Linked DNA regions of Mus musculus: all the other regions are linked to region 5. A link is a contact called in public Hi-C and HiChIP or PLAC-seq data. All regions are on one chromosome and are shown on one strand. Each heading gives the region's core, a stretch centred on a gene start, on an enhancer-like site or on the middle of the called end of the contact. The rest is flanking DNA. Distances are from core to core; before and after follow the strand shown. Region 1 overlaps Prex1 (phosphatidylinositol-3,4,5-trisphosphate-dependent Rac exchange factor 1). Region 2 overlaps Stau1 (staufen double-stranded RNA binding protein 1). Region 3 overlaps Prex1 (phosphatidylinositol-3,4,5-trisphosphate-dependent Rac exchange factor 1). Region 4 overlaps Prex1 (phosphatidylinositol-3,4,5-trisphosphate-dependent Rac exchange factor 1). Region 5 holds the start of Arfgef2 (ADP-ribosylation factor guanine nucleotide-exchange factor 2 (brefeldin A-inhibited)).

What was found. Hi-C and Micro-C count contacts between places; a contact is called where the count stands out from the background. HiChIP or PLAC-seq counts read pairs in DNA pulled down with a chosen protein or histone mark.
Region 1: an H3K4me3 HiChIP or PLAC-seq map of bone marrow-derived macrophages shows a contact between it and region 5, with 5 times the contacts expected there. The contact joins the enhancer-like site here to the promoter of Arfgef2 in region 5. A contact is called at or near these places in 8 of 39 promoter capture datasets (the HPC-7 cell line, HPC-7-derived erythroid cells, cranial neural crest and 5 more), 1 of 15 datasets of contacts at CTCF or cohesin (the NIH/3T3 cell line), 1 of 484 Hi-C or Micro-C datasets (bone marrow-derived macrophages), 32 of 115 datasets of contacts at active chromatin or transcription factors (the 230-238 cell line, the SCID.adh cell line, SST interneurons and 21 more) and 3 of 9 other capture datasets (adipose tissue, liver and pancreatic islet).
Region 2: a contact with region 5 is called in a Hi-C map of granulocyte-monocyte progenitors, with 3 times the contacts expected there. The contact joins the enhancer-like site here to the promoter of Arfgef2 in region 5. A contact is called at or near these places in 2 of 39 promoter capture datasets (macrophages and maxillary cranial neural crest), 1 of 484 Hi-C or Micro-C datasets (granulocyte-monocyte progenitors), 4 of 115 datasets of contacts at active chromatin or transcription factors (the SCID.adh cell line, embryonic stem cells and memory CD8 T cells) and 3 of 9 other capture datasets (adipose tissue, liver and pancreatic islet).
Region 3: an H3K4me3 HiChIP or PLAC-seq map of bone marrow-derived macrophages shows a contact between it and region 5, with 6 times the contacts expected there. The contact joins the enhancer-like site here to the promoter of Arfgef2 in region 5. A contact is called at or near these places in 21 of 39 promoter capture datasets (the 3T3-L1 cell line, the C10 cell line, the HPC-7 cell line and 16 more), 2 of 15 datasets of contacts at CTCF or cohesin (the NIH/3T3 cell line and embryonic stem cells), 5 of 484 Hi-C or Micro-C datasets (CD8 T cells, the G1E-ER4 cell line, bone marrow-derived macrophages and 2 more), 40 of 115 datasets of contacts at active chromatin or transcription factors (the 230-238 cell line, the HPC-7 cell line, the SCID.adh cell line and 29 more) and 4 of 9 other capture datasets (adipose tissue, liver, macrophages and 1 more).
Region 4: an H3K4me3 HiChIP or PLAC-seq map of bone marrow-derived macrophages shows a contact between it and region 5, with 5 times the contacts expected there. The contact joins the enhancer-like site here to the promoter of Arfgef2 in region 5. A contact is called at or near these places in 5 of 39 promoter capture datasets (the C10 cell line, Sertoli cells, cancer-associated fibroblasts and 2 more), 1 of 15 datasets of contacts at CTCF or cohesin (CD8 T cells), 4 of 484 Hi-C or Micro-C datasets (B cells, bone marrow-derived macrophages, muscle stem cells and 1 more), 21 of 115 datasets of contacts at active chromatin or transcription factors (the 230-238 cell line, CD8 T cells, the SCID.adh cell line and 13 more) and 3 of 9 other capture datasets (adipose tissue, liver and pancreatic islet).

The regions. Positions count from the first base shown.
Region 1 is chr2:166,573,142-166,578,272 of GRCm38.p6, forward strand. It overlaps Prex1 (phosphatidylinositol-3,4,5-trisphosphate-dependent Rac exchange factor 1), which reads right to left. Exons shown (of 40, transcript NM_177782.3): 30 at 4,737-4,865; 31 at 3,523-3,564; 32 at 2,405-2,625; 33 at 980-1,079; 34 at 14-157. Among named protein-coding and RNA genes, the nearest start is that of Gm29679, 11 kb to the left of the region's middle. Within about 2 kb of position 2,475, at least 22 of the 459 cell types and tissues checked have an H3K27ac peak or open chromatin away from gene starts, as enhancers often do. A contact at or near this core is called in bone marrow-derived macrophages, embryonic basal ganglia and neural stem cells, where this site is marked.
Region 2 is chr2:166,974,058-166,979,126 of GRCm38.p6, forward strand. The region is part of intron 1 of Stau1 (staufen double-stranded RNA binding protein 1); the gene reads right to left. Among named protein-coding and RNA genes, the nearest start is that of Stau1, 20 kb to the right of the region's middle. Within about 2 kb of position 2,399, at least 77 of the 459 cell types and tissues checked have an H3K27ac peak or open chromatin away from gene starts, as enhancers often do. A contact at or near this core is called in adipose tissue, granulocyte-monocyte progenitors, liver and 1 more, where this site is marked.
Region 3 is chr2:166,590,872-166,596,135 of GRCm38.p6, forward strand. Prex1 (phosphatidylinositol-3,4,5-trisphosphate-dependent Rac exchange factor 1) reads right to left here. Exons shown (of 40, transcript NM_177782.3): 16 at 2,889-3,031; 17 at 1,925-2,017; 18 at 1,330-1,478. Among named protein-coding and RNA genes, the nearest start is that of Gm29679, 29 kb to the left of the region's middle. Within about 2 kb of position 1,345, at least 18 of the 459 cell types and tissues checked have an H3K27ac peak or open chromatin away from gene starts, as enhancers often do. A contact at or near this core is called in the G1E-ER4 cell line, bone marrow-derived macrophages, differentiating embryonic stem cells and 1 more, where this site is marked.
Region 4 is chr2:166,627,558-166,633,324 of GRCm38.p6, forward strand. All of the region lies in intron 5 of Prex1 (phosphatidylinositol-3,4,5-trisphosphate-dependent Rac exchange factor 1), which reads right to left. Among named protein-coding and RNA genes, the nearest start is that of Gm29679, 66 kb to the left of the region's middle. Within about 2 kb of position 3,439, at least 109 of the 459 cell types and tissues checked have an H3K27ac peak or open chromatin away from gene starts, as enhancers often do. A contact at or near this core is called in the 230-238 cell line, B cells, CD8 T cells and 8 more, where this site is marked.
Region 5 is chr2:166,802,996-166,808,356 of GRCm38.p6, forward strand. Arfgef2 (ADP-ribosylation factor guanine nucleotide-exchange factor 2 (brefeldin A-inhibited)) reads left to right here and starts at 2,586. Exons shown (of 39, transcript NM_001085495.2): 1 at 2,586-2,840. The coding sequence starts at 2,720.

The DNA.
Region 1 (5,131 bases), core at 1,225-3,724, 230 kb before region 5:
CCTGGCTGCTCACCTTTTGTGAAGAGCACCGTGTGCAGCCTGAGGCTGGCCCCACCCTCTAGGCGAGAGGGCAGCCTGGAGAAGTGGAAGCCATCGAGGTAGAAGACTACCTTCAGTGCCTGCCTACTGCCCTCGATGTGGTAGAAGACATTGGTGTCTGTGGAGGCAAAGCAGGGTGGCTCACTAAAGAGGCCAGAGTGGCACTCCAGAGGGAAAACCTTATACTTCCAGCCCTCCTGACCCACAGGGGTAGCCTCAGACTCTCCTCTTGTCTTCCCAGCCTCCAGGTGGCATGCTGGAATTTCTATGTTTGACATCTGAGGCTTCCCTGCCCTAATATCGCAGAGGGGCAGCGTCAAGCCCCTCCCCCTCCCCTCCCCTCCGTGCTTAGCTTTGAACCGCCCTATACAGCCTCCAGACTTGCCTGTGATGACCTCCCCTTTCACTGGCACCCACAGCCTCTGGCTCCCCACTGCTTTAGTCTTGGCCCTAACACTGTCCCTGCCCTGAGAGCTGGCCGTAGTGTCTTCAACCTCCCCGACCTTGTCCTGTGACTCTCTTGCCTGACAGCTCAGAGCAAAAGCTGTTTAAAAAAAAAAAAAAAAAAAAAAAAGCCAGGCTCTGTAGCTTATCAGCATCCATAAGGAAGAATTGTGGCCGACAAACATGACTCAGAGCCCACACCTTTTACCAGGCAGGCATCACTAATCAATCACTGCTTCCCCCTGAACCTTCACACAGGTAGCTGCTGTCAGCTGAAGACTTTGCCAAGTAATTTGTTGTAACAGCCAGAGAAGTAGCTGATACACCCCCCTCCTTTTTCTATGTGCTCCCCAAAGACTGACTCTGAGTCTCGGGTTGGGCCGTGAGGCTTGAAGCACTGGAGACTGGTCCACTTGGGCTGCTGGCCTGGCAGCGGAGGAGAGCCAGCGTGGCTCTGAGCAGCTCGACTCGGGGCAGGAAGGGAGGGCTTACTCACTGGCCACAGAATTCTCATCCAGCTGCTTAAAGGAGAAGGTGACATTGTCCAGCTCCGACAGCGTCACCCAGATGTCCTCCAGCATGGTCCGTTCCTCCTTCTGCGGGAAGAGGCGGTGGTAAGGGAGACTCAGATGCCACCCTGTCCTGGGCTGCCCTGGAGATGCCATGCTTTGCACCTACGGGGCTGGGAGGCCTGTGGGTGTCTTGGGTGTGGCTCTACAGGTGACATCATGGTTCATCCCACCACCTGCCCTGTACCCCATAGGGGTCAGAAGTCACTTCTGCTCTGCCTTGCTGTGTGGCCCCAGTAAAGCCACACCCGGTACCATCCAAAATGCAGCCAACTCCATGAGCATCTGCACTTCCTCTCTTAAGCCCCCTAGACCTGCTCTGTATCCCTTTCTCAAGGCCGTCCGCTCCTGGTCGTCTTACCCCATCCAGCAGCTACGACTGCCTGGACACAGTCTGCCTCCGTCCAGCCTCCCGGCCAACACCCAACTCTAGTTGCAGCTGTTCTCACCAGGACACCTCAGAGGGTTCTTTCTCCATTTAGTCCCCTAACCGCCTCTCTCCAAGGTTACACGCTTTCTTTTAAAACTTAGCCCAGATCACAGGAGTCCCCTGCCCTTCAGCTTCCGAGTCACTTTCTGCCTGCAGACCATCCCACTAACCTTGCTTTCCCTGCCTGTCCCCACTGGCCACACGGGCCTCTGCCCAGGGCCTCTGCCCGTGCTGTCCCTCTGCATACTTTTCCTCAGACCTTCCTATTGGCTGACAGATATCATAAATCAAAAGTCACCACCCAGAAAGTCTGGCTACTCCCCCCAGAGAGACTCCAAGGCCTTTGGGCTGTCTCCCCTGTCAGTCTACTTCTCTAGGAAATAAGCTGTAGACCCAGTGGCCAGCTCGGTGCTGGTGACATCAGTGAATGAGCTGGATCTGGTATTCCATCCTTAGAGGTTAGAGGGCTGCTGTGGAGTGGGGCCAGAGGCAGATCTCTGAAGACCGGCAGCAGTGCTCACCAGTGGCCAGCAGGGGGCGATCTAGGGCTGTGCTGCCCGTGGGCGGCCTGAGATAGCCTCTGGAACCACACATAATGGAACTGCTACTGGGTAACGAGCCAGCCCTCCTGCCCTCTACACTTGCACTAGATGCAAGTAATATTCTCTCCCCTCCCTGGATTCCTCAGCTGCCAGCCCAGACTGCCACGAGACACCCGCTTGCGGCTCAGAACCATGGGTCTTTTCTGTCTGTCTCTCTTCCCCAGGACACCACAGAGCACAGGGACTTTTGTTCATCCACGAACTCCAAAACCTAAAAGCAAATGCTCAGCAAATCACTGCCACATGAACCCCTGGGTAACTGGGAGCAGAGAGTAGCCACAGCACTCTCTCCCGTGCTGCCAATGACCTCAGCCGCTTACCACGGAGGCTGGTGCCAGCAGAGACTGCCAGTGCAGCAGGACACCTGTAGCCGCCACCTGCTCCAGCCACTTGCGGCTGGCATCTCTGCTGCTCTCTTCATACTCGCCGTTGTTGTTGTAGCGGTAGTCAAGGGCGGCCAGCAGCTGCTCCGAGAAAGTGCACACGGCGGCCACCAGAGCCTGACAGAAGACAGCATCCCTGCGCAGCTGCAGCTCCGTGTCTGTGGGGGGGGGGGGGGGGGCGCTCTGGGTAAGTGGTGCTGTGCGGACTGGCAGCATCTCCACCCTCAACACCCGAACCCTGGACCTGCCATGCCCACGGGGGCCTGTGGAGAACTCTGAAGGGGCAAATAGGTTGCCAAAAGCCAGTTGCAGAAAAATAAATTCTTCAAAAGAAGACAGATCTGCCCCAAGTCTCACTCTCCCACTGCCCAAGTGCCTGCTTCTTGGAGAATCGAATGTGTGGCTCTTCCCGAGGCGGACATACGCCCAAACCCTGCCCCACTGCCCTACAGTGAATCACGGGACCTCTCAGCCTTGGCCACACGAATCCTAGCAGTACTAAGCTGCATATTCAAGATGGGTCCCAGGAACACTTCCCCCTGCCTCACCTCCCCCAAGTCCTGCCCCAACTGGTCAAGCCAGGCAGTTGGTAATCTGTATAAAGAGTAGGCACATCCACACATGCACATATGCATACTCAAGTCTACATGTGCACATGCATGTGTGTGCATGGACACACATACTACACGCACACGCACACACATGAAGGTATCCTGCAGTTACATCCTCTATTATTTCCAGGCTCCGCTCTACTAGCTCAGAGCCCATGTTCCTCACCCTCCGTCTTCCACCAGTCCCCCTGCCAACACCCACCAGGCCTAACAGGTAGCACTAAACAGGGCTCATGTTCCCCAGGACCTGAGTCTAGTCCTCTGCCTGGCCCCAGAGGAAAAGGTGAGAAGTTCTCGGCGAGACTGGGAGAAAAGGCTGCCTCCCCAGTGCAGATGCTGAGGGCCCCATTGAGATGCTGTTGGCCAGCAGAGGGACATCACCCCAGCCTGTGGCCACAGCACCCACTGTGTCTCCCAGGGACCCCTTCACAGCCCCATTCCTACCTGTGCACTTGAGCAGAGCCAGAAGCAGCTGGTTCTTTCCATCTGAAAGGAGGGAGGAGAGAGGAGGAGGGGTGAGCAGAGATGGCAGAAGCGGGGCAAGCCAGTGCCTACAGCACCCGGGCTCTGGCCCCTCACAGATGCTTGAGCTGTGCTCAATGCATGCTGGGTAAGTTCCAGAGCCCCTGAACATCAGAGATGGAGCCCCTACCACCAGTGTTCCTGTATCCTCATCAGAGAGCTGTGTTGGGGGTAACCTCTTGCACATTGTGTAAAGGTGTGACTCTGTATATTGAACGGTTAATTCTGTACCCACAGAGAGCTATAGGTTTCCTATTTTGTAAATATTCACCTTCCTCGCTTGCTGATTGACTTAATAAAAAAACTGACAGCCAGTAGCTGGGCAGGAAAGGGAAGGCAGAACTTCAGCGAGAGGGAAGGTCTCTGGGAGAAAGAGACTTGAGAGATTCACCCCCGGGACATGGAGAGGAACAGAGGTGCCAGGGCCAAGAGAGAGGGACATAGTGCTAGACTAGTCAGGATAATTTACATGAGGTAGCTGATAGTCTGCCCTGCTATACTCCTAAGCTGTAATAAATATTCACAAATCTCTGTGCCATTTAACCACTGGCGGGTACGAGAAGTCCCGCTATACAGCTGAAAGCAGAAAAGAAGGGATTCTTGGTGGCAGTCAGGTCCCAGACTCATGTTAGTGACCTACTTCTGTTTAGGAACCAGGTGGCTTGGCCTGAGACAGTCACGCCTCTGTAACTCCTCCCTCCTCCAGCCCCCGGCCCCAGGGGCCTGACTCAGGTGCCCAAAGGCTCAAATAGGTAAACGACATATGTCGGGTAGACATGAGTACCTCATGTCCTCACACAAGTGTGGCCACAGGGCAGCTGGCCACTAAGGAATCAGGACTTTCTCATATCACTGACAACTCAGACAAGTGGCTCCAATCTGTGACAATCAATGACAAGTGGATGGGATCCAGTTTTAGAAGCAGAGATGGAAGGAAGCCAGAATTCAACCTCCTGACTACAAGAAGCCTCAGTAGAAATGGCCCCATTTCCATGGGTCCTCTAGCCCAGGGCCTCAGCAGGTCAGGACATTCACTAGGAAATGGCTTCACTGCTCTGTCCCCGCCCCCCAGACATGAAGACAGGGCCACATAGCTAGGCCCGTTCCAGGCAACACCACAGTCTATACCCACGGACCTTCCACGTATTGCTGGATGTTGTCCACCAGGGTCCTGATGGAGCTGGGCAGGTTCCAAGGGTCCTCCTGGATACTGATCTGAATCAAGTTCCGCCCTCGGACCGTGCATTCCTCTTTCTGTTTGAACTCTGGGGCAGCAAAGTAGCAAAAGGATGTGAGGTCAGGAGAGGGCCACAGGCACCATCACCAGCTCACGAAGCTCACTACCCTATGTCAAGGAAACTGATGGGTCTCACGGGTATTCACGGGTTGTGCATGGCAAGCCTAAGGAAGGTATCACAGCACAGCATCCACAACAGACACCCGGCCTCTCACTGCCTCCCGGTCTCCCCATAGCTACAACCAGCCCAGTACAGACATTACAAATCAATCACGGCTGGTCCTCCTAGAGCTG
Region 2 (5,069 bases), core at 1,149-3,648, 170 kb after region 5:
GTAAATCTGGCCACCCACCCCTTGCTTGGTATAAAACATTGTTAAAAGGCAGAACTTTGATACAATGACCACCCCAAATGGTATTTCCTGTTCATTTCTCTCTGAAACAGAAAGGGTTAGATCACAGCAGCAACCACTTCTCTTTCTCATGACTTCTAAATGGTCTTGCAACTGAGGCCTGTCTACCCCACATCCAAACAGACCTCCCTCTCTGGGATATACAGGTATATATGGCAATTTGCTTCCTAAAGGTAAATGGTCCCACCACCACCTCTGGAATGCTTGTCAGGTGGGACAGCCAGTTGAGGAGCAGAGCCTAACGAGGAGCACTAGAGCTCACCCTTCCCTGCAGCTGCACTGGAGGAGGTAATGTAGGGCCTTGAGCAGGTCTGACTGCAGATATGGAGAGAAGAAGAACTGAGAGCAGAAACCAGTTCTTGTTCAGTATCTGGCTCCAGAGAGAGCAGCAGACGCAACCGGAACTCACACTTCAATGTGGGACACGGCTACTCAACAAAAATGAACAACTTACAGATAAACAGCTTTCAGTGTAGCTAAGTCAGTGCTACAAAATCTAAAGATCTACCTAAAAGTAGTGAGAGAAAGGAAAAAAGCTAAACTGTAGAGGGGGTAAAGTGACTGCTGAGTGCAGTCAATTCTGGCACTCTCTCAGGTAACAAAGCCACATGTGCAACATGTATTACACTGTCAGTTACAAGGCTTAGGGCTCCTTCGTAGGTTTGCCATGTCCTGGCCTGCAGATCCTTCAGTGACTTAATGACTTACAATATCCATGCGATATGTGTTCATTTTGCACAGAGAACTGGCAATATGTCATGCTTATTAACATTTATAGGACATGGTAATGGCCTCTGGCCTCGAGTCTGTGAGAAGCTGAAAGCAACCTGGAGAGTGACACCAGGAACTGCTGCTGTTAAAGGCAGCAGACTGAGGAGACAAACTTTCCCCTCACTTGACTGACAGGAGGGATTTCTCACTGTTGCTGGTTCTTTCTCCTAATTAGAACAAAGCAGGGATCTGTTTGAGTAAGGTTTATTAGGAGCTTCATCTAATTACAGACTCTAAGCCAGAAAACCACTGCATCAACCACATTCTCGAGTGACTTGAATAGACCCTGTCCTGCCCTGGGACCATGTCAGTGCCAGTGGTGGGCACAGGAGCCCAGCACGCTGCAGAGAGGCAAGCTGCTGGGAACGACAACACGGCTCTCACACAAGATTCCTGCTTAGCTTTGTTTGGTTTTTGTGCTTTCTTAGGATAGAGTTTCTCTGTGTAGCCCTGGCTGTCCTGGAACTCACTCTGTAGACCAGGCTGGCCTCACTCGACTCAGGAATCCGCCCGCCTCTGCTTCCCAAGTGCTGGGATTAAAAGTATATGTCACCACTGCCAGCTTCTTATTTTTTAACTTAGAAGAAACTACAAAGCCAAATTTCTTTTTTAAGTCAAAAGTGGGGGGCAGGGTGGACTGGAGGGGCTCAGCAGTCACCAGACTCCTGGTTTGTGCTGAGGACCTGGATTCTATTCCCAGTGCCCACATGGCAGCTCAAAACCACTGCAACCACAGGTCCAGGAGATCCAGCACCCTCTTCTGGCCTCCACAGACACCAGGCATGCATGGGGTGTATATAAGCAAGATACACTCATCACATAAAACAATTTAAAAATAAAAATCAGATGTGGTGGCTCAGAGGCGGATAATCTCTGTGAGATTCAGGCCAGCTGGTCCACACAACTGGCCTAGGACCAGACAACCAAAGCTACAGAAACCCTATACCCAAAACAGCAGCAACGGCAACAAAAATCAAAAGGTGGGGGTCTGGAGAGTTGGCTCAGTGACTAACAGCACTTGCTTCTCTTCCATACGAATGGGTTTGTTGCCCAGCACCCACATGGAGCTCACAGCCATGTGTAACTCCAGTTCCATGGGATCTAGTGTCTAATTCTGACTTCCAAGGGCACTGCACACACATGGCACACAAACATACATACAGGCGAGACTCACAGTAGAACAATTCTATACAAATTCACGGCCATCTATCAAAAAGCAGAGGAAGTTTTAAGGAGGTTAAAAGTACTTTGAATAAAACAGTATCAATGAAGGCTAGAAATGACAGTGTTTATGGAAACAGGCAACCAGGCAGGCCTCCAGCATGTACTGGCAAATTAACCGTTCCCAGGCAGGGTAACCCTCATTGCCTTTTACCATCAGGCCTCTCCCATGGACAAACCAGAGCAAGCAAGTTACTTGAAAAGTCTGACATATTTTCTCTCAAAGAGATACAAAGTCCCAAAGAAGCACCACAGTGAGTGGCTCAAATGACCTCACTCTCGCCCCAGTCCCCATTGTGGCAGGTTGTGCCATCTTGTTTGCTTTGGGGCAAAAACAGAGGCTACCATCCTCAATGCAGAGCTCTCAGCAGACAAGCTGCCAGTGTGGACACAAAAGTCTGCAAGGGTGCCGAAGTCAGCTGAGCCTTGTTCCCTTTTTTTTCTTCAGCTACCAATTGAGAAAGATGTCCCTCTCTCCCTGGCTCCCTCCTCCCATTCTTACTAAAGTTTGTCTGGAGTGGTTTACTCACTGACAAGAACAAGTCAGTTTATTCCTCCTAACTTCCAACTGCAGCCATCGGTCACAAGCAGAAAAGGAGCTAAAACAAAGTCCATGCTAACAGGGTCACAGCGGCAGAGCCTAAGGCAGAATGAGTACCTAAAATTAGAGAGGGTGGGGCCCAAAAGGATCCTTTCTGGCTCCTGCTCTGTAAAGCAGACCCACTAACATTTCTAGCTCCGGTCATAAATATGTGAGGACTTTAGAGGCTCACAGTAAAACAGGCTTTCATTGAGCCTACCCACAAAATTCTAGTCTCAAATAGCTCAAAGACTGGTTGAAATAAGCAGCTAAAATGTGAAAGTAGGGAGAGAGACTTGGAGGAGACCAGGAGCAGGGGGCAGCAATTGGGATGTAAAATGAAAAAGTAAATTAATGGAAAAAACAAAAACTGACCAAAAAGTGTAGGGGCTGGGAAGGTGGCGTAGTGAGCAGTGCTTGCAAACATCAACACCCGAATCTGATCCCCAGCACCCACAAAAAAAGAAAAAAAGAAAAGAGAAGAAAAATAAGAAAATCAAGGGCAGTGGCGGTTTATAATCCCAGGCAGGAGGAACCCTGGGGTTTGCTGACCAGACTGTCTAGCCAAACCAGCAACCTCCAGGTTCAAAAAGAGAGCCTGTCTCAAAAAATAAGGTACACTGTAAGAGGAAGACACCAATTATCAAACTCTGCCTGTCCACCACTGCCCCTCAGTGACACAGGATGTGTGTGGGGGACATAACAAGACTATTTGAGAAGCTTTAAATTCTCACATGAGCAACACTAAAATTTACCAGGCAAGAGGCCAGGGATGAAATAAAGATGCACTTGCTGAGCATAACAGAGCACTCTAGATGTAGTCCTAGGCCCAGCAAAAAATAAAATAAATTTTTAAATAATAAAAGACACCAAGCAGTACTGATTCGCCAGTTTTTCTTTATCACTTGCTAACATAACCCTAGATGTCATGTTAGGAGAGAATGGGAGGCAGTGAGAACAGTTTCCTTCCTCCAGGACCATCTGCCAGTGTGGGGTTATTTCCAGTTGCCACATGTGGGCAATGCAGGGGGCCTTATATATCTAGAAAACAGAGGAACCAGGGCCACCGGAACAAACATCACAGTTGTAAATGTGGAAAAGCACCATGTACTCAGTCGCTCAGAGAGGAAAGCTCTCCACTATTGGCATGTCAGGTTCAAAGCAGCCCTAGGGACCATGAAATTCCAACTGCTACTTCTGAGTATGACTACAGCTAAGAATCTTCCAGACAAAACGCCTCCTTTCAGGATTGCTTCTTACCACAGATGTGAAGGCCTCATGAGAAATCAAACTGTGTGTCACTCAAAAAATAGAGTGCGATGGCTGAAAGCTTGAACACAGGAATCCTCAGGCCTCACTGGACCCCTCTGCATGTTAGGGTCGACATCTCCTCTGTCCTCTAGCACACGCTACTTTAGAGTCCAGTTCAAGGGAATAAATATGCTGGCCTTCCTCTCAGGCTGCCATTTACTGACATAGAAGCACAACAACAGAGAGAAATGAGATGGGGAGCAAGGGACGACTAAAAACACCTAGGCATCAGCTTGCTGACACAAGTCTCTTTATAAAAACTGCCAGGTGTAGTGGACACTCCTTTACCCTGAGCACTGGGCTGGCAGAGGCAGGAGGATCTCTCTTCAGGCCATTCTGGTCTAGACATGATAAGGTTCTGGGTCAGCCAGGGCAACATAGAGACTCTGTCTCAAAAAACAAAAATAAATAAATAAAGTCTCAAGCAGCCTTACTGAGCAAAAAAAAAAAAAAATGACACATGCCCATACTTTCAGGGTGTGGTGGTGCACGCCTTTAATCCCAGCACTTGGGAGGCAGAGGCAGGCGGATTTCTGAGTTCCAGGACAGCCATGACTACACAGAGAAACCCTGTCTCGAAGAAGAAAAAAAAAAAAAGAAAAGAAAAAAAAAGAAAAAAAAATTTTAATTACACATGATTTGCTACTAAGTGGCTAAGTGTAAATGTGTTCCTCACTCAGCAGTAAACCCAAAAATCCTGGTGACACTGAGGACTCCTGAACAATTCAATACACAAGGAGACAGAGTCCTCAGGCAGCCAGAATTATCTGGCTTTCTTACTGACAAATTCAATTTCAAAGTCTTACCAGTATACAACTTAAGGACTTTGTCTTGGTTTGGCAGGTTGGTTGTTTGCGTTTATTTTTTTGTTTTTTGTTTTTTGAGACAGGGTTTATCTGTGTAGCTCTGGCTGTCCTGGAGCTTGTTCTGTAGACCAGGCTGGCCTACAATTCACAGAAGTCAGCCTGCCTCTGCTTCCTGAGTGTTGGGATAAAGGTTTTCACCACCACACCAGGCTCTTGTTTTGTTTGTTAAAACAAAGACTCACTATATAGTCAAGGCTTGTCTTGTAATGATCCTGCCTTCATGATCAGATAAGCACTTATAA
Region 3 (5,264 bases), core at 95-2,594, 210 kb before region 5:
TGAGAGCCTGTCCTCAAAGATTAAACCCTGGTGACTTCCGTCTCCGGCATCGAGTAGCTAAGCCTTTCCTGTCACCTTTTCCTTGAATCTCCTGTCCTTACAGAAACAGAGTCTAAACCAGCGGTTCTCAACCTTGCTAATGCTGGGGGGCCCTTTAATACAGTTCCTTATGAAGCCAGGCGTGATGGTGCACGCCTTTAATCCCAGCACTTGGGAGGCAGAGAGAGGCAGGTGGATTTCTGAGTTCGAGGCCAGCCTGGTCTACAAAGTGAGTTCCAGGACAGCCAGGGCTACACAGAGAAACACTGTCTCAAAAAAAAAAAAAAAAAAAAAAAAAAAATGCAGTTCCTTATGTTCTCGTGACCCCACCAACCATAAAATTATTTTCATAGCTACTTCCTAACTGTAATTTTCCTACTGTTAGGGATCCTAACGTGAATATCTGTGTTTTCAAATGGTCTTAGGCAACCTCTGTGAAAGGATCAGCCAACATTTGCCTCAAGTGCCTGGGAAGCAGGGAACCAAATAATTAACCAATATAAGTACATTTGTGCTGGAGAGATGGCTCAGTGGTTAAGAGCACTGACTGCCCTTCCAGCGGTCCTGCGTTCAATTCCCAGTAACCACACAGTAGTTCACAACCATCTGTAATGGGATCCAATGCCCTCTTCTGGCATGCAGGTATACATGCAGACAGAGTACATATACATAAATAAATAAATAATAAGTAAAATAAAAGTATGCCCACCGCACCTCTGTCCAGATGTGGCCCACCCTGACCCTGCAAGCCAGGCAGCCATAGAAGGCACCTGCTTCCACCTGCAGCCCCAGGGAAGCCTTCCTCTCCAGCGGTCATCCATGGGGACTTGCTCATGTCTCCTCTCTCCAACTCTGCTCTACCCCCTCACTGCCTCCTCCGACCTGCCACCAACAGTGCAACCTCGGGGGCTTTGCAGTGAGTGCTTCATCTTTCTAGAACCCTCGTCCTCCAGAAGTCGTCTCCTAGAGCCATCGCTCCATCCCCAGTGACATCTCTCTGGCCACTGTCTCTCTGCATACACTGGCTTCCTTCTCTAATCTCAGGTATCTGCTGATAACTGCCAACTCGGCACACGCCTCACACCTGCCCAGTGTATATCTGGCCCCGCCCCCTGACTTCGCAAGAATCCATGGAAGGTAGGAACTGTATCCACCTTGACGGGACGGTGTTCCCAAAACTGAGCTGGTCATGCACTTGGGACATCAAATTAGACTAACAAAGGTGGCAGCCCCATGCTGGAGGGCCAGGCCCAGGGAGACCTGCTGAGTCAGCCTGAGGCTCGCACTCACTCTTTGGCCTTGGTGGCCACCAGGAGGCGGAGCGGGCGGCGGGAGCAGAAGAACTGGTTGAGGATGGTCTCCACCTCAGAGAAGGGACGCAGGAACACCAGGTCCTCGTTGATGGAGTAAATCTTCCTCCCAGCCTGCAGGCCAGCCATCTGGAGGGACAAGCACAGGTGTCACTGGCCTCCTCCCTCTTCACCGAGGAAGCTGGAATGTTCTAGAAGCACCAGGAAGCTGGGCTCTGAGCTGTAAATGAAAGCCCAAGGAGGCAAGGGTGGGTGGCAGTTCCCTTGGGAAGAAATGGCCAGCGCCAGCCTGTGTTGTGACGGCACAGAGGTCAGTGTGGTGGCCACTTTGTAACCATGGGAATGTGAACAAGACTGTGGAAGGAGATGCCATAAACTGGGGTTTGGGAGACAGAAGAAACCCTGCAGGGAGCCAGCCATCTGCTTTCCCTGCACGTCTCCAAGAGCCCAGCAGGTGGCGCTAGTGGAACGTGCCAGGAAGGCAGTCTCATTCCCAGCTACCCTGCATCTCAGAGACACGGGGTCACCCCCAGCTCAGGTACCACCCCACCTGAGTGGCCACCGGTGGGTCTCACCTCAGCCAGCGAGCCCCTCTGCACAGACTTCACTACCACAGCCTTGTTCTTCTCCTCAAGGTCGAAGCCATAGTCGTCCTCCTGTGGCGGGATCTGAAAGCCCAAGATGCACTTATGGCAACCAGACGGGAGCGACGACAACACCCTTCTCCCCAAGAACTAGGATCCTGCGGGGGCGGGGGGTGTGTGTGGCAAGTCTACAAGGCCCCTGAGCTGCCCCACTTTTACTGCTGACTGAAGGAAACAGTCTACAGTGTGACTGGGAATGTACTCAGGCTAAAGTAAAAGAAGAGAGCGGGTGGGCAAAGAGCTCTAGGCAGCAGGTACAGGGGGTGGGAAGGCCCAGAGGCAGCCCCAGGGAGAGAGACTAGCCTGGCTCAGACAGTGAGGAAAGCGTTACCCAGGGGACAAAGCTGGAGAGGCAGGAAGAGCTCAGGACAGACGCTGACTCTTATCCAGGTGTGGTGGGTTACACTGGAGGGCTTTAGAGCACCAGAGGGAACTGCCGTCCCCAGGATTACCACAGACCAGAGAGGTTAGAGTGGCTATGGACAGACCTCTTCCGGACAACTCGCCACAAGCCCAGCCTAAGAAGTCAGGCTAGGTGGGCTGGGATGCCAACCTTGCTGACCTGGTTAGTAAATGTCCCAACTGCAGACACTCAAGGCTCCTGGATGCGAGCAGGACACAAACTCCTGAGAGCTATCTATAGTGCTGGAGGAGGTGACTCAGGAGGCACAGTGAAGCAATGGCTGTGGGCTAGATGAAAGGGTAGGAACTCCTGCAGCCCCAGCGTTTCATGAGGAATATAGTCCTGGCTAGCACAGTGACTTGGCTTTTCTGTCCCAAGACTCATGCTCAGAGCTGCATGCCCTGCTCTGGCCACTGTCTGAAGCTGCCCAGCTCCCAGGCCACAGGAGAGGCAGGGAAGAGAGGCAGAACAGCCCTACTGTGAGCCTCCTACCAGCAGTCGCTTTGCCAGGATGTTCTCCACCAGCTTGAAGTCATTGCGAAGCTGTTTGTTCTTGCTGCTGGTCCCCTCCATCTCCTCATCAGCATGGAAGCGGAAGTACTGGGACTCATCCTTGAATTCGCTCTTCTCCAGAACTGCAAGCCGCAGACACACAGTCGTGGTCAGATGGCAGCGGTTCGGCGCCTTGGCCAACCGGCAGCCACAGGCTAGAAGCAGCTCCCGGACAAGCGTGGCTTGGTCGAGAGAGCATTGTAAGGGAGCAGAATTGCAAGCCAGTGTTAACATGTGTGAACTCCACACAACGGCCTTGGCTCTCTGACTCCTTTAAAAACCTGACATGGCTTGGTGGGTTCAGTGCCTGCCATACAAGCAGTAAGGCCTGCGTTTGGATCCACAGTGCCGATATAAATGCCCTGTGAAGCACATGCCTCTAACCCCAGTGCTGGGGAGACAGAGACCAGCACATCTTCAGAGCTTGCTGGCCAGCAATTGACCCAGTTGGGAGGGCTCTGGGTTCAGATAGAGATCCTGTCTCAAAAACCACAGTGGAAAGTGGCTGAGGAAGGTACCCAGTGTCCCCCTCTGGCCTCCACATGAAGGGTGAGTCCAGCCACATGTTACACGCACACGCGCACACACAACAAGAAATCTTTAAAAACAAAAAAGAAGCTGGGCGTGGTGGCACACGCCTTTAATCCCAGCACTTGGGAGGCAGAGGCAGGTGGATTTCTGAGTTTGAGGCCAGCCTGGTCTACAGAGTGAGTTCCAGGACTGCCAGGGTTACACAAAGAAACCCTGTCTCTCCAAAAAAAAACAAAAAAACAAAAACAAAAAAACAGAAACAGAAACAGAAAAACCAAGAAAGAAAAAGCAAAGGAAGGAAGGAAAGAGAGAAGGTCCATCAAAGCAAAGAGTTAGCCTGTGAGGGCCTGCGTGCAAGAAGAGAGCCAGTCCAGATTCCTCCAGACCCCACTATGCTCATGGGGGGCCATTCTTCCTCCTGCAGGGGAACTACCTGTGTGTGAGTGGGCAACCCCTCTCCCGCTCTGGAACAAACAGGCACGCAAATTGCTACTTCCCTCAGAGCAGGGCGTGCCAGGCTCCGAGCATCCCGCTAATTTAGCCTCTGCTGTAAACATGGGGTTAGGAGGCTCCAGAGCTGGAGGAAGAGTCACCGTGCTGTCTCTGAGCAATGATGTCCAAGGAGACACAGAGGGACACTCTCCAGTCACTGGCCAGCCAGGTGAGGCCCCACCTCCCCCTTCCAGCCAAGGCTGCTAGCTCAGCTTTGAGAGGTGCACACAGACTGAAGTTCAAACCCCTCCAGCTGATACTTTAACCCTTTGCACTCTGGTTTTCCCTTCTAGAAGAAGACAAAAAGATGGTTCCAGGGCTGCAGTGGCAAGCTTCCTCTGTTTCCCTGTCTGCTAAGTCCCTCCCAGAAGACACTCGGGACCCAGACGTGGCAGAAGGTGCTGTCCCCTCCTCCACTCTGTGCTGACACTGCCCTTTGCCACAGCCACTCCCCAATGTTTGGTCCTTTCCTATTTTAGCAGATATTTGAGTTTGTGGTGGTGATGGGGGGATGTACAGCCTGCAATTTCCCCCATCAAGGGCCCTGAGGGCATCAGGCTGCCCAAGTACCCCTCCTTGTGTAGTCTCCCCAGATAGCTGCCTTCCGGGAACAAGGCTGAGTGGACCACAATTACCCTCACCCACAAATGAGAGGCTCCTGCAGAGGACGGGTGGCAGGGCCAGGGCTACTGGAGGGTGCAGGCGGCTTCTGAGAAGGAGACAGGCCCATGGGTGGCCAAGCCTGGTCCCTTCAGCTAAGGAAATGAGCAGTAGAGGGGACCAGGCAGCAAGATCTCTGGAGAAAACAGAGAAATTGAAGCCACAGGGGAGCTAAAGCCTACAGGGAGCAGAGAGCTCAGCCATGGACACAGACAGGCAAATTGCCTTCAGAATGCTATGGCCCCCGGCCAGTTTTCCTAAATAAAGTTTTATTGGCACCTAGCCACACCCATTTTGTTCCAGTGTTGTGGCAGCTGCTTGGCCCTTTGCAGAGCAAGTTCACTAAATCTAAGTTAGAACAAAGCTCACACTTCTGCAGTCTGTACCTGTATCCAAGCCTCAGCATTTGGACCACAGTACCAGCTTATCAGCATACACAAGATGGGTTGTGTCTGTCTGATATACAAGGAGGATCCACACATGCACATATGCCAGATCCCGAGCCCCAAGCCCCCCGCTGCGTTTACCACTCTGTACTACAATATGGCACCATGGTGGGTGCACAGTGGCCACCCACAGGGAGGAGTCAGAGACTCAAAGGGAGAACTCAGTTTCTCTGAGAGAGGAACCAAG
Region 4 (5,767 bases), core at 2,189-4,688, 170 kb before region 5:
CACACACACACACACACACACACACACATCACAAGTACATAACACTATGTGCAAACACATACACCCATACAACACACACACACACACACACATACACCAAAGAAAGAAAAAAATGAAGTAAGAAAACAGGAAGTGAAAACTTCTAGAAGAACTTGAAAAGATGTCCACCACAGCAGAGAAAGCCTTGACACAGATGCTCTATGCAAACTCCATGCAAATATCTTGAGCAATTCTACCCTGTGGGGATCCAGCGACCCAGGCCTCCAAGAAGAGCAGAGACAGAACCCATAATATGTGGCGGACTCGCAGCTCCTGGGCCAGCAGTGCGGGGGCAAGGGGTGCCGGCTCTTCAGTTCCAGTGGGGGTGCTCTGCTCAGTGCAGACACAGCTGATCTTACCCAGCATCGTCCCAATCCACCATCCTGTGGCTAGCTGTGGCTTTGCCTGTGCAGGCCTGGGTCTTCACCTACAAATGACCACTGGTGGGGTACAGATTGGCTACCCCTCAGCAGGACCAGCCATGTCAAGATCCATGCTGCCCTAACTTATCTGGGGGAGCACTGCTGTATATGTGGCCCAGGTCTGCAGCCTATGGTCAAATCTCCACAATCCTCAGAGGAGGGCCAGGCCCCCAAGGAAGCCACCCCCAGGCTCTAGAGACATGATGCTCCAGAGACAACGGGAAAACTGCAGATACTTGGGACTCTCCTTGGACAGCTGCAGCAGGAAAAACAGGAAAACAGGAAACAAGAGTGACTTACCCCCAAAATCACCAAGTAAACCATCCTAGAGAGAGATGGGGAGAAACAGCAGCAGGGGATGGACAGAAGACAGGACAGGACAGCACCCAGCTACTAAGGAGGCTAAGGAAGAAGGAGGGTGGAGAGTTCAAGGCCAACCTGGGCAACTTTACTGGGACCTTTCTCAAAATAAAAGGGGGTGAGCTGCAGCTCAGTGACCAGGTTACCTAGGATACAGTTACCTAGGATACAGCAGGCTCTGGGTCCTGTCCCCAGGAAAGGCAGAGAATCAGAGAGAGACATATACAGACAGATGGACAGAGTTCACATCAGTATACACAATAACAGAAGCAACTGAGCTAGGATAATGCTATCATGTCAGACTGTAGGCATGGCCTTTCTGGTGCTTCTTGAAGTTTCTTAAGCTGAAGGACAAAGACAGCTCAACTGTAAGAGGGTGAAACATGGACCAAACTAAGTGTGTGGCTAATCAGGGTTGAAGCAGACCTGTGTCAATCAAGATAGCTTGTGTTCACTGAAGGATCTCAGAGTTCCTTCCACTCCTTCTTTATCCAGCCACTTACAGTAACTATAACGCACTACCAACACAAGGACACTGAGGCACAGAGCTTCGGTTGCGTCTCAAAGAGGAAATAAAAATCCCACAACAGCATCAGAGAATCCTCCCCTGGCATGCCTGTGGCACGCTTGGGTGTCAGCACAAGCCTCCCCGACTCCACTGTCCAATCCAGGCACACACAGGTGCCAGTGCAAGTCCCCCGTCCCCCAAAACTGTTCAATCTATGCAGAGAATCAGGATGGTAAGCACCATCCCCACTGAGGAAGCAAACACAGCCGACTAAAAGAAGTCACAAGGCTAAAAGAAGGCAAAAGCAGAATGAAGCCCTGGAAGGGGTGATCTGGGCACACTCCCATCGAAGGCACTGTATGAGAACACAGGGGGATACTTTCAGGGTAGGAGGGCCAGGGGCTGAGGCAGAGGCTGGGGTGAAAGCAAGGAAACCTGATGGAACTGGAAACAGCCTCGGGCAAGGCAGAGGGCAGGCTTAGCAAGCAGCCAGCCCTGGGCAGGCTCCATGGGGAAGTCAACAGGACTTCTTCACCAACTGAAATGGAGGGAGAGCAAGTTGGGGGACATAGATAACACAAGGCTTGGCCTGAGAGACCACCAGCATGAAGTGTTGATTCCTGGAATGGAGACAGAAGGTAGGATAGGAGGGGAGCCATTCTTGGGAAGATGAGAGCCAGCATGCAGGGAGACCGGGGTGGGGGTGGGTTGTTAAGAGCTGTGGATGATCATAGCAGTGTTGCTCCTAAATGTCCACCAGTCAATGAATGAACAGTAAGGTACAGCCCAGCTCACAGGGGAATACTACTCAGTCATGAAAAGGGATAGAAAGTATAAACCCAGGCCACAAGTGACAAAAGCCAGACACACAGGGATAAGACCCATGACACCAAGATCCTTATAGATCCATCAGTGGGAGACTCAGAAGGCTCAGGCTGGAGTCTGTTACTCCAGCTGTGGATCCAAGGCTATGTCAGCAGCCAGGTCAGGACAGAGCCACAGCAAGGGTCGGGTACCATCGGCAGACAATCAAAAGGTCCAGTGTCAGGCTGGGTTCCCATTAGGGACCAGCTTGCTACATATCAAGGCGTCGTCACCCCAACTCTGAATCATCTCCCTGGAAACATTGACGGAAAACTCAATAAAGCTTGAAAATGCCAACTGTCTATCCTGAGCCCGGGCTGAAGAGCCAAAATAGAACGTTCCGGCTATTCTTAGGCAGTGTTCAAGTTCAGCTTTGGGGGCTGTTCCCAAAAGGCTTTCACTCTTGCCTACTCTTCTCCCACCCCAGGCTCCCCAACCCTGCAGCCTGTACCACCGGGAGTTCAGCGGGAACAAGGGGCCTCACAAAACGGAGGACATCTGCGGGTACATGTTTGCCATCTGAGGGGACGGGCTGGGGTTGGAGTCAGCTGCTGCGCTCGCAGGGTCATCTTTTAGAAAGCCCTGGAAACTGTGAGCAAAGCAGGCCTCCCAGGAGGGTGTAAAGGGCCCTCAGCCCTGCTGCTTGCTGATGCAAATGTTCCAGTGGCAGGAGCCAAGGCGGGGGACACTGAGCAGTTGTCTGTCAGGGAGTGTGCATGTCTCCACAGGAATCTCGGGCCCTGCTGGCTGGTCCCCAGCAGTCCCCAAGCTCCCGATACATGCAGAAGAGAGAGCAGCAGTGTGCACAGCTGTCAAGAGGGCAAGGCCAGACCTCCACCACTTCCTGTGGGTGCTTCCTGCAGAAGCAGCCAGCGGTTTGCCCCAGCTGCCTCCATCTTCCTGGGGCAAGAGCCCTATGGGACTAAACCCCAGGCTCTAGAGAAAAAGGAACAGGCCCCAGGTCCACCAAGCTCTGAAGCCACACAGGTCTTCCCACCTGGGTTACTGATATGTATCAATAAACCTGCTTCATTGCAAGCTCCTGTGACCCCGGACTTGGTCAGGACCCAGAAACCAAAGGGTTAGCAGTTCGGCTCAGCTCTGGGGCTGCAAATAAGGGTTCTTTCTCAAGGGTCAGATGATCAAGGTTTATAACCCAGAAAACCGGACACACCACTGAGCCATGAAGCCTCTCAGGCCTCGTTTAGGGAACTGACGAGCCCTACAAACTTCACCCCCAAGCATGGGGGCAGCTGAGCTCCCGGGCCTGCTGCTTCTTACCCCTGATTTCAGAGCCAGGGATAAGACTCTAGAATGGGACTGAGCAGCAGCAGCAGCAGCTCATGTGCTCTGGCACAGCCATTTATGTCCCTTCTCTGTGTCCCTAAGGCCTCGCCCACCCTCCTGACTACACTGCAGGGGTGTGCCCTCACTGCATAACAAACTGAGAAGCACCATGGTTACAAGCTCTGCACTACAAAGGAGAAACTGAGGCATAAGGAGTGGCATGACTGACTCAAGAGCTGGCACTAATAAACTGCACAGCTGCAACTCTCGCTCACACAGGCAGCCGTGGACTACCAAGCCCAGCCCTAAGGCAGGACCACTGAGGGGTGGGCAGCCATGGACTACCAAGCCCAGCACCAACACAGGACCATCGAGGTGCTCGACAGGGCCAGAGAGTGGGCAGCCAGGCTTGCCATCAGCAGCACATCCTCCTGCTCGCTTTGGTTTGCCTTAGGGGTGGGAGGTTGAGGGTTTTTTTTTCCCCTCTGTTTCAAAGCTTTGCAAAAGCACAAGTTCTCAGCTCATGAGTTACAAGAGCAAACTACTTGCTGGATCTGGCCCTGGTCTCCCCAATCTCTCTCTAAACCCCACAACCTGTGTCTTTCTGAGAACTAAGGACTAGTGTGAATGCAAAACAAAAGGGTAGGGGACAGACCAAGGGGCACCACCTCCAAGGGACAGCTCAGGCTCCATGGCCAGATCCGCCTGCAGCTTCAGAGCCCAGTCTGTCCACTGCCCGGGCCCTCACTGAAGTCACAGGAGGATGCAGCTGAGCTTCCTGGGGAGTCCCTCAGAGGTCCAAGCGGCCATGGCCGGAGGAAACACAGGGAGAGCTGAGCCCCACTCCCACAGCTTCATGTGTTAGCACAGCACGCTGCGTGGGCTGGAGAGACGGCTCAGTCCTGCTGTGGAAGAAAAAGGGTCCGACCTCAGGATGCAAGCTGGGACCTCTGCACTCACACAAAGGCCAGGTGTGGTGACACACGCTTGTAAGCACTGTGCTGGGGAAACAGAGACAGGAAGGCAGGCTCCTGGAGCTCCACAGCCAGGCAGGCTAAGGTCCAGGTCCCACTAAGGCGCTCTATCTCAAAGACAGATAGATGGCTCTGAAGAATACATACACCCAAGATTGGCCTCCGGTGTCCACACACACAGAAGAACCATGACCCCAGCAGTGCTGACAGCTCCAGGATGCTGTCAGCTCAGATGCTCAGGGTCATTCACCTTGAGATTTCCCTCAGCACCATCCTTACCCTCCCTGCAGTTCATGGAACAAAGACAGAAGTAGCCCCTGCGAGCAGGTTCAAGAACGAGGCATGGGCAGTCAGTTAGATTAGCCTGCCGGCAGGAAGCCCCACAAGCCAGCCATCAGACAGGCGTCGGGACAGAGTCAGGGTTGGCACTAGCCAACAGCCACCATTCGTAAAGTCTGGGAAAACAGAACCAAGCAGCAGATGGGGACAGGGCCATCCACGCAGCCTGGGACCTGCCTGCCTGTCGGTTCTGAAGCTGAGGATGAAGCTGTCAAGGGTCAGAGCTGCCCTGGACCGCTCGGGCAAGACCAGGCCAAGGTGGCTAGCAGGGAAGGTGACAGCAGGTGCATGGGTGGCTTTCCTAGTCATCCCATGCCCCGCCAGCAGAGCCCAGGTTTTGGTGCCAGCCTGTCTGTCCCTCCTTGGGGCTGTGGCATATGGGTTTCAGTAACTGGCTTAAGGCTCAAGTCTGAGTAAAAAGTAATAGGTTCAGGGGCAGAGCACCTGACCCAGATCTCAGCCAATCAGAACACAGTCCTGCTCTGCACACTGCTATTGGACTAGAGCAGAATGTGGGTCCCATCTTAGCCAATCAGAGCATAGCACTACCCAGTGGCTAATGACCAAGGGAAAAGCAATGGTCTAAGGAGGTTGGAAGAAGATCAGAGGGCTAAGCCAAAGTTTCCCATGATTGGCTAACGTCAAACCACATGACTCAAATCCAAACCATTTGGAATACACCATTCCCTCAGCCCCAGATGGCTGGCCACAGCCGGAGTGACTCTCGGGCTGTCCGTCAGAACTCCAAGAGAGAAACTCACTGTCTTCTGCTGACTTTAAACTTGACAGGGTGTGAGTCCAGATGCCTACAGCCATCTGCTGCCTCGCTAGAGATGAAGTTGGTTGTGGAAGCCCAGAGAACAGCAGAGAAAGAGGCAGAAGCTGGGCACGCCTGGCCTAGGGCCAGCTCTGCCACCAGACACCACGGATCCTAAAAGCTAACAGCTTCTCTTATCAGTGGCAGGCCGGCAGAG
Region 5 (5,361 bases), core at 1,336-3,835:
GCCATGGAAACAGGTGGTGATGGAGGGCCTTCAGAAAGGGTGCTAGAGAGGCCCCTCTTTTGTAACATTGAGCTGAAAACTACATGGCAGGCAGGGCCAGTGGCGCTTACAGCTTACAATCTCAGTGGGTAGGACATACCATTTTGTAACCAAAGGCCTCCAGTAACTATTTTGAAAAGAAACTCATGATAATAACATCTTCTATTCTCATAGTTTTAATCAATGATAATGACCTTAAAAAGATGAGCCAAGCCAGGTAGTAGTGGCACATGCCTTTGATCCCAGCGCTTGGAAGGCAGAGGTAGGCGGATCTCTCGAGGCCAGCCTGGTCTACAGAGTGAGTTCCAGGACAGCCAGGGCTACACAGAGAAACCCTGCCTCAAAAAACAAAAAAACAAAACAACAACAACAAAAAAAGGCCACAAGAAAGCAGTGTGTAAGTTACTAATTTTAATTCAGTGGACAAACAGGCACAATTACACCTGCTGCGGCTGCAGCCCTACCAGCCTTGTGTGGTATCTGTTCTGAGGCCCAGCTGTAGTTCTGAGTCACATTGTAATCAGTGGAATTTACAAACTTGAAGTGTTCCACCTGCCTCTGGACTGGACCCTCCCCCCCACCCCAGTCCAGGGGCAGAGCCCCACAAACTGAAAATACAAAAGGTCCACAAATGCTATTATAAATATTAGCTATTAGCTAGGGGACACAGTGACAATGGATATTTGAGTTGAGCATTTGAACATGGTGGCATGGGACATTCCCAAAATTTCCATGAGGAAGAACTGTCTGCTTCTTGTGAGACAAAGTATCAAGGCTGCCCTGTGGGAAAAAAGCAAGGGGTGGTGTGGGAAGCATCAGTACTGTCAAGACAAGGCCCTGTCTTCCACTCAGGTACCGGCCATGCCACACTGGCCACCTGGCTCAGTTTCTTCTCCGGTTTTGTCCTCCGTACTGGAGGCTGATGAAAACAGACCAGGAAAAGGGGAGTTGTTGGTAGCATTGGCACAGACTGGCACTTAGAAAGCAGATGTTCAGGTGTGGTGGCTTCCTCCTACAATCCCAGCTCAGGAGGGTGATAAGTTATTTCCCTGCCGGTGAATTGAGCCAATTCAAGAGAGGTAAGATTATATTAAATGTAGGTTTCCTGGGAAGCTGCGAAGCTGCTCTCAGTTGAGTTCACTGGTCCTGAGGAAGGAGGCAAGGCAAGTCGCCATGGGAAGAGAGGAAGAGTGCTTGCAGAGAGAGAGAGAAAGAGAGAGAGAGAGAGAGAGAGAGAGAGAGAGAGAAGCCAAAATGTCTGGAAGAGCCTCTGCCTCTGAGTGAAAAGGAAGGAGAAGGGCAGCCCAACCCTTGTGCTGGAAAGTTCAGGGTTGGGAGCAGGGGATGCCAGGTAGGGACTGAGGGATGCTGGGAGAACCTGGAGGCCAGGTCAGCTTTGGTATGTAAAATATGCAACTCAGTCCCTCATCCCAGAGAGGACATTGAGTTCAAGGTCAAGGACAGCCGGCGATACACATCAGGATTGTATCAAAACAACAACAACAAACAAAACAAACAAGTAAAACTCTAGCGACAGAAGGATTACTTCTTACAAACTGGCCCGCCAGGAGCTCTCTCTCCTGTGGCAGCAGGACTGTGTCCAGGGCTGGTGTGGTTTGCTGTCAGAGATACAAATCTGGAAGAGATAGACACCGTGAATATACCTTCCAGCCTACCCTTCTTTCCCCTCCCCTCCTCTCTCTTCTCTCTTCCCTTCTGGCTTCATCCTCAGTCCTGGTTCTTAACTTCCCTGAGCCTCCTTTCCATCCCTGATTTCTCTGCCCTTCCTGGATCCGGCATCTGACCTTCCCTACTCTCTGTCACCTCTCTCATTCCATTCACTTCCTTTTGCCCATCTCTCTTCTCTCGACTATTATTACTCTCACTAATTCTTTTTTTTAAAGATTTATTTATTTATTTATTTATTTATTTATTTATTATGTGTACACTGTAGCTGTCTTCAGACACTCCAGAAGAAGGCATCAGATTTCATTACGGGTGGTTGTGAGCCACCATGTGGTTGCTGGGATTTGAACTCAGGACCTTTGGAAGAGCAGTCGGTGCTCTTAAACACTGAGCTATCTCACCAGCCCTCACTAATTCTTTTTACGATTTTTTTCTTTCCCCTTTACTCCCTCTTTCGCTTTTCTCAGCATATCTAGCGCATGCTCTTAGTCTCTTCCTACCTCCGATCACTTGCATCTTTCCTTCAGGGCTGCCCATGTCTATAGGCTTTGACCTGCATTTTCTTCCCCTTCATAGTCATTGACCATCACTCCCCTACCTGGCCCGGTTATACTACTTAGACACGCCCGGACCAGCACCACTCGCGTAGGCCCCGCCCCAACCGAACAGACCACGCCCCACCACAGGTCTACTGCCCCGCCCACCCGCCCCACCCACAGAACTCCACCCCACTCTGGCTCCGCCTCCCGGCCGGCCCCCCACCCTTGGGGTCACAGGGTCGACCGACGCTCAGCAGACGCAGCGACACCGCCAGTCACGTGGTCACGTGACGCGCTGCAACTTGGCGGCGCCGTGGGGCCGGGGCGTCTCTTCCTGACAGGGCGGCGCGCACGGACGCGGCCGGTGCCGGCCGGGTCGCCGGGCCCTCAGCCTCGCTCTCCTGCTCGCTCGCACCGCCGGCTCGCGGGGTCGCCGGCCCCCGCAGGCCGGGGCCATGCAGGAAAGCCAGACCAAGAGCATGTTCGTGTCCCGGGCCCTGGAGAAGATCCTAGCTGACAAGGAGGTGAAGCGGCCCCAGCACTCCCAGCTGCGTAGGGCCTGCCAGGTGGCGCTCGGTGAGTGAGCCACCCCGGCCTGGCCCGCGCCGGCTTCCCCACGCCGGCCGTTACCCTCCGGGCCTGCTGCCCTCCACTCCTCCCAGCCCGAATCCCACCCTCCCGTCCTCTTCCGCTCGCTGTCCCCGTGGGAGCTGGTGTTGGGGCGGCCGAGACTGGCCCAAGGTCACCTAGCAAGTTGGTGACAGCCACGGCTGGTTTTCCAGCTTCCCTGCCTGGGGCCCTTGCCACGACTCCTTGTCCCGTTTCCTGGTTCCTCCCCTCACCATCTCCAAGTCCTCTGAAGCAGTAGCTCTCGATCTTAAGTTTTTCCTTCAGCGCCACTATGCTGGTTGGGGGCTCTCCCACGGGAGCGATCAGAGCAGGTCAGAGAGCTGCCCGGTTGGTGCCGAGGAACCCCGGAGGCTTGTTTGGGAAATGTCTCACTGGAGAACATTGGGGTTCCCAGGGCGCTTCGCCTGGAAGGGATGTAAGATGATCTATATTTCAGGCATTGGACAGCGTGTACGACTTCTACTCATTTTAGGGCGGGTCCCTAAAATAAAGGTTCTGTAGAGCAAAGATACTTGTCTGATTGCTTCAATGCGGTGTCCTGTGCATTTATGACAGTGCTTCGCACACAGTAGTTGCTCAGTAAATATTTGCTGGTTGAATGGATCCATGGATTGTGGAAAGACAGAAGTCTCTAGCTCCTAACTAGGTAAAAGCTCGGTAGTTGACACCAACATCAGTCTCCTATCTTTAGTTACTTCTCGAGAGCCTGTGTAGCAGGTACTGAGGAGATGTCTATGAAGGAGAAATGGAATCCTTTGTCCCTGTGGATCTTCTTAGGTTCTGATAGAGCAGACAAAACAGTACTAATAAGTACTGCTGTCAGAAAAAAGACTTAAGTGATACAGAGGACCTGAGGTCTGCTTTAGGTTGGATGGTCAGGAAAGTAGTCTTGTCTGAAAGTGTGACATTTGAGCCCAGGTCTGAAAGGTAAGAAATGTCGACTGTGTGGAGGTTCAAGAGGAAAAAAGTTGTGGACGGAGAGCGTCAGGACATTTGACCAGAGCTGTCTCCCTGTGAATTCATCGCCCTGTGCAATCCATGGGATTTGGTTAAAAGGCCTGTTGTCCTAAAAGGTTGAGTAAACAGAAGGGCTGAGTTTCTGTTAGTCACTCTTCTCCATGGGTGCAGGAGAACGTCCACTTGAGACCTTGGAATGGATTTGTGAGCTTTGCACTTCCCGGTGAATAAGATTCAGGCCTCAAATATGTGGGAAGCATTTGAGAGTCCCTAAGGGTCAGAAACTGTTGTTGATCTTGGGGGTTGCTTGAGGCCTGTGTAATCCTGAGCAGCTAATCTTGTGAAATTCAGGGTCTGTGGAAGGGATTTACTGAGACCTAAATGTTAAAGCTTTTCTGTTTTGAAAACCAGGGCCAAGAGTTGGGTTTTGTTCTATCAGGAATGTAGGGTAAGCATTGGAAAAGCAGCTGTGAGGGAGGCATGAGCCTCAGGCTGAACCCTCCTAGACTCCATTCTTGCCATAGGGCTTCACGTTTTAACTTCTTAATTTATTTTTATTTTATTTTATTTTTTGGTTTTTGTTTTTCGAAACAGGGTTTCTCTGTGTAATCCTGGCTGTCCTGGAACTCACTCTGTAGACCAGGCTGGCCTTGAACTCAGAAATCCACCTGCCTCTGCTTCCCAAGTGCTGGGATTAAAGCCATGTGCCACCACTGCCGGGCTGGCTGTCTTTGATTGCTCTCCACTTATGCAAGACAGTGTCTTTCCCTGAACTAAAGCTCACCAATTCTGCTAGCTAGCTAGCCAGCTTGCTCAAGAACCCCCTGTCTCAGCCTCCCAAGAACTTGCGCTATAGGGAGCCACCACACACGAGTGGCTTATTTGTATTTAAAAATGGGTTCTGGGGAGCCGAACGCTGGTCCTCACACTTCCACTGTGAGCACTTTACCCACTGAGCTACCCTTCCAGCCCCATACATTCCTCTTCTTAAATGAGGTTACTGAGACCCAAGAAAAGGCCTTGAGATACAGGATAAGGGGGGCACAGGTACTCTGCAGTATTTTAACTGTTCAGAAATAAAGTCTTTTCACCTAACTAAGCACATAGCTCCTATCTTAAATGATAGCTCCTTTAAGCCAGCCCTGGGTGTGAACTCCCTAACCACTGATAACAAGCCATCCCTCCAATTTCACATAACCTAGAGTGAAGTTACCTCCTGTCAGGGCCATTTCTTACACATGTGTGTATGCAGTAAGTATGCATGTTCACACATGAGAACACGTGTGTATAAATATATAATTCAAACGTGCATTTCTACAGCCTAAATTGGAAAAAATAAATCTGAACTTTTACACAAAAAATATAATCCGAGGGGAAAAAAAAAGAACCATCTAATAATGTCTCAGTGTTATGGCCCAGTATGGCTCGCAGGACAATTTAAGCAGACCCCAGCAATGTGATATTTGATGCTAAAATTTCTGAACAAGAAATTAAAACTTGGGCTGAGAGA